3 separate regions of the Mus musculus genome follow, and regions 1 and 3 are each linked to region 2. The links are chromatin contacts, called in public HiChIP or PLAC-seq maps. All regions are on one chromosome and are shown on one strand. The core of a region is the stretch at or near the end of the contact, and the rest is flanking DNA. Distances in the headings are between cores, read along the strand shown. Region 1 holds the start of Hspg2 (perlecan (heparan sulfate proteoglycan 2)). Region 2 holds the start of Rap1gapos (RAP1 GTPase activating protein, opposite strand). Region 3 overlaps Ece1 (endothelin converting enzyme 1).

The links. HiChIP or PLAC-seq counts read pairs in DNA pulled down with a chosen protein or histone mark.
Region 1: a FOXA1 HiChIP or PLAC-seq map of pancreatic cancer cells shows a contact between it and region 2. The contact joins the promoter of Hspg2 here to the promoter of Rap1gapos in region 2. A contact is called at or near these places in 2 of 39 promoter capture datasets (liver and stem cell-derived epiblast-like cells), 2 of 484 Hi-C or Micro-C datasets (the G1E-ER4 cell line and cerebellum), 3 of 115 datasets of contacts at active chromatin or transcription factors (embryonic stem cells and pancreatic cancer cells) and 2 of 9 other capture datasets (adipose tissue and liver).
Region 3: a contact with region 2 is called in an H3K4me3 HiChIP or PLAC-seq map of embryonic stem cells, with 8 read pairs. The contact joins the enhancer-like site here to the promoter of Rap1gapos in region 2. A contact is called at or near these places in 8 of 39 promoter capture datasets (the C10 cell line, the HPC-7 cell line, HPC-7-derived erythroid cells and 4 more), 5 of 115 datasets of contacts at active chromatin or transcription factors (embryonic basal ganglia, embryonic stem cells and pancreatic cancer cells) and 2 of 9 other capture datasets (embryonic stem cells and pancreatic islet).

Annotation. Positions count from the first base shown.
Region 1 is chr4:137,467,464-137,470,616 of GRCm38.p6, forward strand. Hspg2 (perlecan (heparan sulfate proteoglycan 2)) reads left to right here and starts at 1,340. Exons shown (of 97, transcript NM_008305.3): 1 at 1,340-1,461. The coding sequence starts at 1,399.
Region 2 is chr4:137,704,736-137,708,125 of GRCm38.p6, forward strand. It overlaps Rap1gapos (RAP1 GTPase activating protein, opposite strand), which reads right to left and starts at 1,871. Exons shown (of 2, transcript NR_138594.1): 1 at 1,787-1,871. Rap1gap (Rap1 GTPase-activating protein) reads left to right here and starts at 2,732. Exons shown (of 24, transcript NM_001379234.1): 1 at 2,732-2,925. The coding sequence starts at 2,851.
Region 3 is chr4:137,916,418-137,919,530 of GRCm38.p6, forward strand. The region is part of intron 2 of Ece1 (endothelin converting enzyme 1); the gene reads left to right. Among named protein-coding and RNA genes, the nearest start is that of Gm52683, 9.4 kb to the left of the region's middle. Within about 2 kb of position 1,329, at least 17 of the 459 cell types and tissues checked have an H3K27ac peak or open chromatin away from gene starts, as enhancers often do.

The DNA.
Region 1 (3,153 bases), core at 90-2,589, 240 kb before region 2:
CTTGGGTTTGTATTTTTTTCTCCCTCTATCATCACTCAAAGGGTTTTCCTCAAAGGCACACACATACTTCAGTTATTTTTCTCTCCACCCATTAGCCTGGGGCTTCCTGGAAATTTTCAGTCAAAAAAAGGGGACCCTGGGTAGGTGGTAAAGACACACCCCAGCTCCAGGCTTGTGTGTCTGCCCCTGGGATGCAGCAGGGTTGCCTCAATGCCAGTGACTTGGCAAGAACACCTGAGACTGAGGCTCTGGAAGAGCCTTGTCTGAACCTGGGTATACAAAGTGATACATCTCTGGGACTGATGTATGTGAATCAGAGTGGGTCTATGAGTGATTCAGATCGTCTGTGGCATAGGGGTAGGAGCACCATCTTGTCCAGTATCACGCACTGGGATGAATGTGTGGAGGAAAAATGTAGAACATATAGGCTGGTGAGTGTGTGAAAAAGCACATAAGCCCTAGCACAAAATGTGTGAGGAACTGGGTGTGTGATTGGTGTGTGATCCAGACTAGAGAGAGAACTCAGTGGGAAGAGATATTTGCCACAAAGCTCTGTTACCTGAGTTGGATCCCGGAACCCACATGCTAGGAGACCATTACTTTCCAAAACACCTCTGAGCTCCACATGTGCACTGGGGCATGTATGTAGGCGCACGCGCGCGCGCGCGCGCACACACACACACACACACACACACACACACACACACACACACAGAGGTACAGAAAACAAACACAATAAATAAAAGCCACTTTATAGCTTGTTGGGATGCTTGAGTCTGTAGAAAGGTAAACAAAAAGGTAAACAGGTACATGGAGTGGATGTGAGCAGCTGAGTGCATGTGAGATCCCCCTCTCTCGAAAACTGCTGTGCACTCCGTGTGGAGCACGTGGTGTGAAGGAGCGGCGTGTGCGGAGGGCTCGAGGCCCTGCCAGGTGGCGTCTCAGTCCTATCCCACACTCCAAGCCACGTCTGGCGTGGAGCCGGTTGGGCCTCATCCCACATCGAGGGGGATTGGGGCCCAGACAAAGGCACAGTCGGCCGCGCCGCTCCTCCAGAGAGCCTAGCTCGCGGCTAGGAGGCGGGGGCCGCCGCTGAGGGGGCGGGGCCAGGTCTTGTTAGGGGCGTGGTCTATATGGTCAGGACGCGTTGCCTCGGGGGCGGAACCTGGTCTTGTGGGGTGTGGCTAAATGTTTGGAGGTGGGGCCTAGGGCTCCTGAACTTGGCGCCTCGGGGGCGGAGCCGGAGACCCGGGGGCGGGGCGTGCACGGGAGGGCGGGGACGGGAGTTGGTTGGGGGGGTGGGGGGTGGGAAAGAGGCGAGCAGTCCGAAGGACTCGGCAGGACAGCGAGCTGGTGGCTGCGGGAGGCGCCGAGCGAGCCAGCGAACGAGGCCGGGCCATGGGGCAGCGGGCAGTGGGCTCGTTGCTGCTGGGGCTGCTGCTGCACGCGCGGCTGCTAGCGGTGAGTTTGCGTGACCGAGGGCCGAGGGCGGGGGGCGCGCGCCAACTTGGCGGGGCCACCGGAGGCTGCTCGGCTGGGACTCTGGCCCGGGACGGCCGCGCCCGCGAAGGACCCTGGGCTGGCACTGGCCAGCGCCACCCTTGCAGCGTGGGGCTTTCCTAGGGGACGTCCCAGGGATCCAGCGTGGAGGTCAGGGGCCGTCCCCGCAAGCGTGGAAATCGGAGGGTCGCCGGCCACGTTGTTCAGGCTCAAAGTCGCCTCTGGGCATGGCCCGGCCTGCAGTTCTGGCGTGTGGGGGGGCTGACGGAGAAACTTCTAGCAGGGTGGGAACTTGGCAGGACAAGGGTATTCCTTTCTGCTGCCAACTTGGCAGAAGGGGCAGTTCATGGTGATGGGTACCCTGTCAGTCGTCGCTGGAACTTTACCATGCTATCCTCTGGGGGGAGATTATGATCAGGCAGTCAAAAGTTAAAACTTGGAACAAAACTAAGCCTTGTGTGGAGCACCCCATGGACCCTGGAGTTTTCTAAGCCATAAGCTAAATCAATCACTGCGTTGCACTGAGCCTCCGTGAGACCTGCAGAGAGCTAGTTAACCTCTGGGAGGTAGTCCCACGTGGGTAAAGGGAACTCAGAATGGGAAGCCTCAGGGCAGAATGGGCCTGGATGGAATGAGTGCTGGGTGCAGCGCTTACTACAAGCCAGCCCAAGAGCAGCTGAGAGTCCCCAGGATTCTTCCACCACCTCCCAAGTGGGATGCTGTGTGTGCTCCTTCAGTTCTGCCCTTACCCTGAGCTCACAAGGGGCCACAAGGAGGAGAAGGGAACTCTTGAGTCAGGAATCCTAAGACCTGGAAGGCACTTGGCAGGAGAGGCCCAGAGGACCTGAGTGACCTCACGGAGGACAGGGTGGAGTTGATGGACCCGGCAGGCAGAGGGTGGAAGATGAGGGTGGGGTACCTCTGGGCCCTGCTGTGGTGAGCCACAGAGCCCAGGTGCTCCTAGACAGTCTCTATCCCTGTTCCCTGTTCTTGGAGCCAAGAGGGTGACTTTTCCAACTAGGCCAGTGTTTACCCAGTGACTGCTTCTCTGTCCTTGCCTGGCTGGCTCTCTATCACCTCTGCCCTCTTGAGTCACTCCTTAACCGCCCACCAGGCTTGACCCTTTTCTGTTTCTGCCACACCCACGTAGCACCTCTCCTCCCCACCCTCTACAGAGCAGCCTTCTCCTCTAACCTTCTGTCTGGCCTCTCACCCCAACACTCAACTGCAGGGCACTGCGGTTGCTCCCCATTCAGCCTGAACTTGTAACTCCTAAGACCGATGTTCCCTTCCTTAAGGCAATGACCTAGACCTGGGATGCTATCTATTCCTGGTCTCCCCTCAGCTCTGCCCCCTGCTGAAGGGCTCCCTCATGTATGGGCTACACAATGGCAGGAGTGGAGGGTGGAACTGTTTGCGGAGGGCCAGAGGAATTCTACTGGAATTCCCTGACTGCCTCCACTGCCCCATTCTCTTTTTCATTCACCAAATCTTAATTGAACAGCATTCCGGGACAGCCATGGGAGTCCCCCAGGCTCATTCATTGGGAAGATACTTTCCTTACCGCTATTGTATGCTGGCCCTCGGTAGGGCTGAGGCGGGTTGGGTGAGTTGGGACACGCCCTTCGCTGCCCTCTAGGACTCAGCCTGGTG
Region 2 (3,390 bases), core at 621-3,120:
CAGGAGGTTCATTCGGTTGGCATTGCATAACAGTGTCTGGCCTGTAGGGCTGCTCTGCCCCTTAGTGAATCACTCTGTGCTGTGGCCATTGTCATTCAAATGCAAGCCCAGAGATGCTGTTATTTGTCCAATGGGCTCCAGGCTAGAGACTGTGGGGCCAGGACTGGCTGATATGTTCTGGCTCCTGTGTGGCTTGTGAACTTTCCAGTACAGGGGAATGACCCCTTGCTATGGCACACCTTGCCACCTGACCCTTTCATCAACCTCAGGCAAGAGGGCATGTTCTCAACCAGGATCCAAATGTTCAGAGAGGTGAAGGGCTCTTCCCTAGGTTTGCCCAGTCAGGAAGGGTCCAGGCACCTCCCCCAGAGCTCTGCCCTACAGTAAGGACTGACACCTTTCCTAGGCCAGGAGGATGAAGGTCCAAGAAATGTCTTCTATGCATAGGACCTCCATCTCCATGGAGAACCCAAGCAAGGATGCTATCAGTAGCACAAGGGCTCCTGAGACCTCCTGCCTTCCCTGGAGGGCAACAGCCCTGGACAAGGCTACAGTAGTCCTCAGGAAACAGCCACTTGATGGCAGCCACTTGCTTGAACAGCTGGGTTTGAGAGTGAGGCTTCCCCCTGGCCATGGGACTGTTGTTTGTCCTGCCTGGGTTTTGGCCCTTCCATCTGGAGGGAAGGCTAATGTTGCAGATCCTCGGAGCCTGAGGCTCAGAGAGCCCAAGGTGGGCCCTTCAGTTACCAAGGAAGCCGCTATCCTTCAGCCTCCTGGCCTCCACCCAGTTGGCTCCCACTTTCCAATCATGCTAACGCAGCGCAGACAGTGAGCTTCAGACCGCCACAGCCCCACAGTGCACCCCTCCTCCAGACTAGGACCCATTCTGTGAACTGAAACCAGCTCCCAGAGTGACTCATTTGGATTTCCAGCAGGCTATTGGTGAGCTGAGGGAACCTGCCTGGGATACTCTCCAGTTTTCCTCAATACCCTATTCTGTTACATATTTACAATGATACTGGAACCAGTTTGAGGGGCATGTAACCTCCCTGTACCTAAGGGCAAGTCCCACCTCTAACATAGAGTAGACAGCTGCTGCTGCTACTGTTGCTCCTCCCCTCCTCTGCCTCCTCCTCCTCCTCCTTCTCTTTCTTCTTCTTCTTTAGTTTTTCAAGACAGGGTTTCCTTGTGTAATGCTGGCTGTCCTGGAACACACTCTGTAGACCAGGCTGGCCTTGGACTCACAAAGATCTACCTGCCTCTGTCTCCTGAGTTCTGGGACTAAAGGTGTGTGTCACCATTGCATGGCTGAGAGTGTCTTCTCTATTGACCTTGCCAGCTCGTCACTGGGCAGCGCCTTTGGAAGTGCTTTGGAAATAATCAGTATTACTGTGTCCCCAGAGCTGTGCAGGGGTTGTATTTTCTTTTCTTTGGGGAGCCACATTTAAATAGACACCGAGCTACCCTCTGCAGTACTCAGGGACTGTAAAATCTGCATACATGTGCATACTTGGCCTACCTATACCTAACCTGGGAGCCAGACCACATTCAGACAGACAGACAGACACAAGTACATATATCTATAGTGTATTCAGACTTGCTCATGAACACATAAAGGAGATAGAAAGTAAATACCCCCCCAGGCGTCCCTACCCACCCCTTCCTACCCACGGGTACTTCTATGCTACAGCAATGCAGTATGTCACGTAGAGCCACGACTAGCCTTGGAGACACACATGTACACAGATAAGGACCTAGACACATACGCAGGCGGCATCCACTCTACCTGGCCTACATATCGCCGGTGATTTGAGCAGCTTTGGCCTCCCCCAGGGCCACGGTAGGAAAAGATGCTCTTCTGGCTGCATTGTGTTGGGTACCCGGAAGTGTGCAGGCCTGGAAGTGGTTGCATAAATCAATATTTGCTGTTGTTAATTATTAAAGCCAAAGCTACTCGGTGTCTGGAATGCACATCTCTGGTGTTCCCGCTGGCTCTCTAGGTCTAAACCTGACCCTGGGCCAGGTCTGGGAGGGCAGGGAAAGTGCTGCCTGCCTTCCTTTCAGGAGCTCCCTGGCCCTGGGGACAGAGGGTAGTAGACAGCACTTCTGGGAAGCTGTAGGAGATCTGCCCCCCGCCCCTAGCTGGAGGACAGTCCTGCCCCTAGAGCATCCAGACTTCTCCAGCATCTGTCTTGGGGTCTGTCCCTGCTGCAGACTGGCTGCACCAGCCTAAGACACAAGGACTTCAGGGTCAAGTTGGGGGTGGGGGGTGTCGTTTCAGAAGCCTTGTAATTTACAGATGGTAAACTGAGCCAATGGAGGTGCCAGAGACTCTGCAGCTTCAGACTCTTCCAGGGATCCCGGGGTTTTCTAGCAAAAAAAGCTATTGCACCTCTTGGAATATGATTTTCTAGTGAAGACATTTGTACCTCCTTGGTTATGGCGATCTGGTGAGACACGCAAAGGGTCCAGCAAAGAAAGTGCTTAAGCACCATCTCCAGTACTCCTGCATTCCCTGGGCACAGCTGTCCCAAGAACCTTGTCCTTGAAGCCCAGAGGCAGGGTCTCCAGTCTGGGAAGACACAGCTGCTCACAGAAGTGCCTGAGGCTTCCCGCGCGCAGGCGCAGTGTCCTGGGCCCCTTGCCCGGCCGCCCCGCGAGTGGGCGTGGTGGCCTTCCGCCCCGCCCCTCCTCCGCGCCTCCCGCACCTGGCGCCCCGCCCCCTCGGGCCCGGCAGCAGGGTGAGCCCAGAGAAGGCAGAGCGGCGGCGGGCGGGACAGGAGCGCAGAGCTCGGGCTACGGGGCCCCGGGCCGGGCCGGCTTACAGCGCCGCCGGGGCTGGGGCTCGGGATGGCGCAGCCGCGGCCCCCAGCGCCCCATGGCCGTCCGCGGAGGGGCTCGTTGCCGGCGGGGGCCGGCTGGCAGGTGAGGACCCTGGCAGGGGCGGCCTGGCCGACTGGGGACCCAGGGCCATCAGTCAGCCTTACTACCCAGAGTCTGGCAGTCTGTGCCTGAACCCCGTCACGGTGGGTGTGTATGTTTTTGGACTGACACCCGAACTACACGGAGCACCCTAGTGTTTTCCAAAGCTGCCCCTGGGTCAGACGTAGGGACACTGTGGCCATGGGCTGCAGTGACACTGGGTGTGTGTTTAACTGTTGTTGGGACTGCCTGCTGCCTTTTCCACACAGATGGAGCGATATCATAGGGTGACTCTGGTGGCTCTTCCCCAGGTGGGATGCCCGGCTTCTGGCCACACCACTCCCAGCCTTCCTTTGCCATGTGTCAGGGCGTCTGCTGTTGCCTGTGGGGCTGTAACTGTGGGTGTTACTTGATGCTCTGTGTGCACACTCTGGGTGACAGTGCCATGTGTCAGTGTTTATGTGGTTG
Region 3 (3,113 bases), core at 79-2,578, 210 kb after region 2:
CCCAGGGCTCACTGTTTGCCGAGCTCCGCGCTCCGGCCTTCTAAGCACACAGTTTCAAGCTATGCAGCCCTGTCAGTCTGTCGGGACCTTTGGAGACCCAAAAGCACCTCACTCCTCCAGCCTCCTTACAAGATGTATTATTGTTGTTGACCCACCTCTCAGAGTCGCTGCTAAGATTCAGGTGAAGCAATAATGATTTAAAAAAAAAAAAAAGTCCGTCTGGTGGTATGAAAATGGACTTGAGAGAGAGAGACCCACACACAGAGACTCACGGACACACATACACAGACAGATAGGCACAGACACAGTGGACAGAGACACATACCAATTACAGTTGCTTGTGAGAAAATACTGGAGATTCCACCTGCAGCTAGACTGGGAACCCTGGCTACAGCTATCTACTAAATACTTCTGGTTACTTCCGGGGCGGGTGGGGTGGGGTGGGGTGGGGTGGTAAATTGAGCAGCAGGGAAACTGAGATACAAAAATCGGAGACCCTCACCTTCCCACCCTCTGCATAGCACTGTCTTTGGAGAGCAATTTGAAGGGCAGAGCCTTTTTTTTTTTAAGATTTATGTATTTATTATATGTAAGTACACTGTAGCTGTCTTCAGACATCCCAGAAGAGGGCATCAGATCTCAGATGGTTGTGAGCCACCATGTGGTTCCTGGGACCCAAACTCAGGACCTTTGGAAGAGCAGCCAGTGCTCTTAATCACTGAGCCATCTCCCCAGCCCCAGGACGGAGCCTCTTAAGACTTTCAGACAACTTCCCCATGTCAGGAGGGACCTTTAGCTCTGTACACCAGCGATGCTGTGAGGCTCTTGGGCAGCGGGTTCTCGAATCTGAAATGGTCACTCACACCTGGGGACTTCACTCCAGCTTCCTAGTGTTTAGAGTTGGGAGACAGGCTCAGGGCTGCCTCTGCGCACCCCTCAGAGTCCCGACTAATCTCTCCTCCATGCTGGAGAGCTGGTTATTCCTTCTGGAAGACAAACATTTCCTGAGACTATGATCCCTCTTAAAGGTTGTCACCATGCCTTCAAGGTCAGGCATGGAGGGGTGGGTGTCAGGCGGGACTCCGATGTTGGGAAGACATCATAGCTCTGCTCAGGGCTCACCTCAGTGGTCTCAGCCGAAAGTCTACCTCATGGAAACTTTACTGGAAGGAACTTGCCCAAAATGACACCCCCATGGAGGCCAGGGGCCCCCTTCGAGGCTCAGCTGTCACGCTCTGCCTGCTCTGAGAGGCTGAGTCTGAGGTAGAGAGCCCTCATGATGCTGGGCCCCTGGGCTGTAAGAGGTGGGCTCTCTGCCAGAGCTTTAGCAGACAAGCCCTGTTTGTTGCCCCACGAAGCCAGGTTGCTGGGGGCCTTAGCCTCTGAAAGCTTGCTTAGCCTGGTTCCCACCCCCTACGCTGCTGGCTCTTCTCCTGGGCCCTGGGGCAGGCACCCCTCCTCACCTGCAGAACTTGTTTTTGGTGTAAGCCTAGGTGAGCCAGGCGCTCACTTCTGTAACTGAATATTTATCCCCTCTTATAATGGGCTTTGTTCCGGTGCTTTGCAAACCCTGGGAACTGCCAGGGCTGGACATCTCTGCGTTTTCCCTCCTACTCTCTGTCCCTCCCTTTCTGCTGCTGTCTCTAGCTCCATCCCTTTTCCTGTTCCTCATCTCTCTCCTCCTAGGGCATCCCTGTCTCCTCCCCAGCCCCTTCCCTAAGCCTGCCAGCAGACTGAGAGTCCAAAGTGACTTTAAGTCTTTGGGGGTATAAGCTCCGTCCGGTATCTTGACCAACAGCCACTTCCAATCATCTCAAGATGGATTGGACTGCTCGCCACTAAACTTACTGCCCTTCAGTAGCCACAGCCTGGTCTCCTACGGTTAGCATGCCCTCATTTCTTTGTCACTTTATTTCATGGGTTTCTCCCCAGGGCCCAGGTCTTGGGAGTCAGGGCTCAGGGAAAAGGGGCAGAGTGTGTGGTACCCTGAAACCACCCGACCTGTCCGTCCACAGTCCTGGGATTTGCCCAGCTTCCTCTGGTCCCAGCCCAAAGCTTTGAGGTAATGCCTGCCCCCGGGAACTCCTGCTCATCCCCTCTGCCCTCAGAGGCAAGACTTGTCCAGAAACCCAGAAGTGCTTGGCCCAGCAACGAAAGCCAAACGGGGAACATGACAAAAAGGGTAGCGATTCTATTTTCAAATCCCCTTTGCACTTCTTACTGGGAACTGAGACCTTTTAATTCCATTCTGACTTAATTCTAAATTAATCCACAGTGGACGCCATCTGTTTAGATTCAACACTTGGCTTGACATAGAACAGTGATGTCCCAGCCTGGCTGTTTTCTCTCTGGGGGCAGCAGCGGGGCCTCACGGACCCAACCTGTGCAGTCTAGAGAGATGCTTGTCTCACTGTGCTCTGTTACTTCTGCCCAGTAAATCCAATAAGCTGTGCCTCCTCTGGAGCTCACACAAGTACCTGGTCTTGGGAGCTTCCCCTGCCAATTAACGAAACAGAACAAACGTGCCCAGCGCAAAATAAAATAAAATGGCCAGCTGTCAAGCATATATAGGTTGCTAGTCATTTGTTTCCCTCCAGGTTCCTTTTATCTGCCGCCTCTTTCTTCTCCTTCACCTCCTTGATGTCTGCGCCTGGCTGACTCCCTGTCCCCCTCACCACAGCACTTCGGTGTCCCTATGAAGTCGCATTTCCCTGCTTTCCCCAAAGCTGAACCGTCTGTCCCAGCTGCTCCCTCGAGCTCCCTCAGGCAAAGGAGGCCTCTTAAACCAGGGTCTCCGTGGCTCTGTTAACTGATCCGAGACCGTCCAGCCAGAGAGGCCACAAGGTGGAAAAGAAAGGCTGGGACAAGTCCTGGAGCAGAAGGATAGCCACATGAAGGGACACTGATGTCAGTGCCCTGCCAAGGCTGCACCTGGCTGGAGGCCTTCAGGCCCCTCTTTATGCCAACACTGGAGGTAGACGTAAGTGTGTCTATGGGAGCACGTGTCCCAGGCTGTCTCTGAACAGCTGAGACGGTTAGAAACCTTTACCTCTCACACTTGGCAACCACCATAGGGTGCACGCCTCCTGGTGACAGTCGCAGAATGTCCCCCG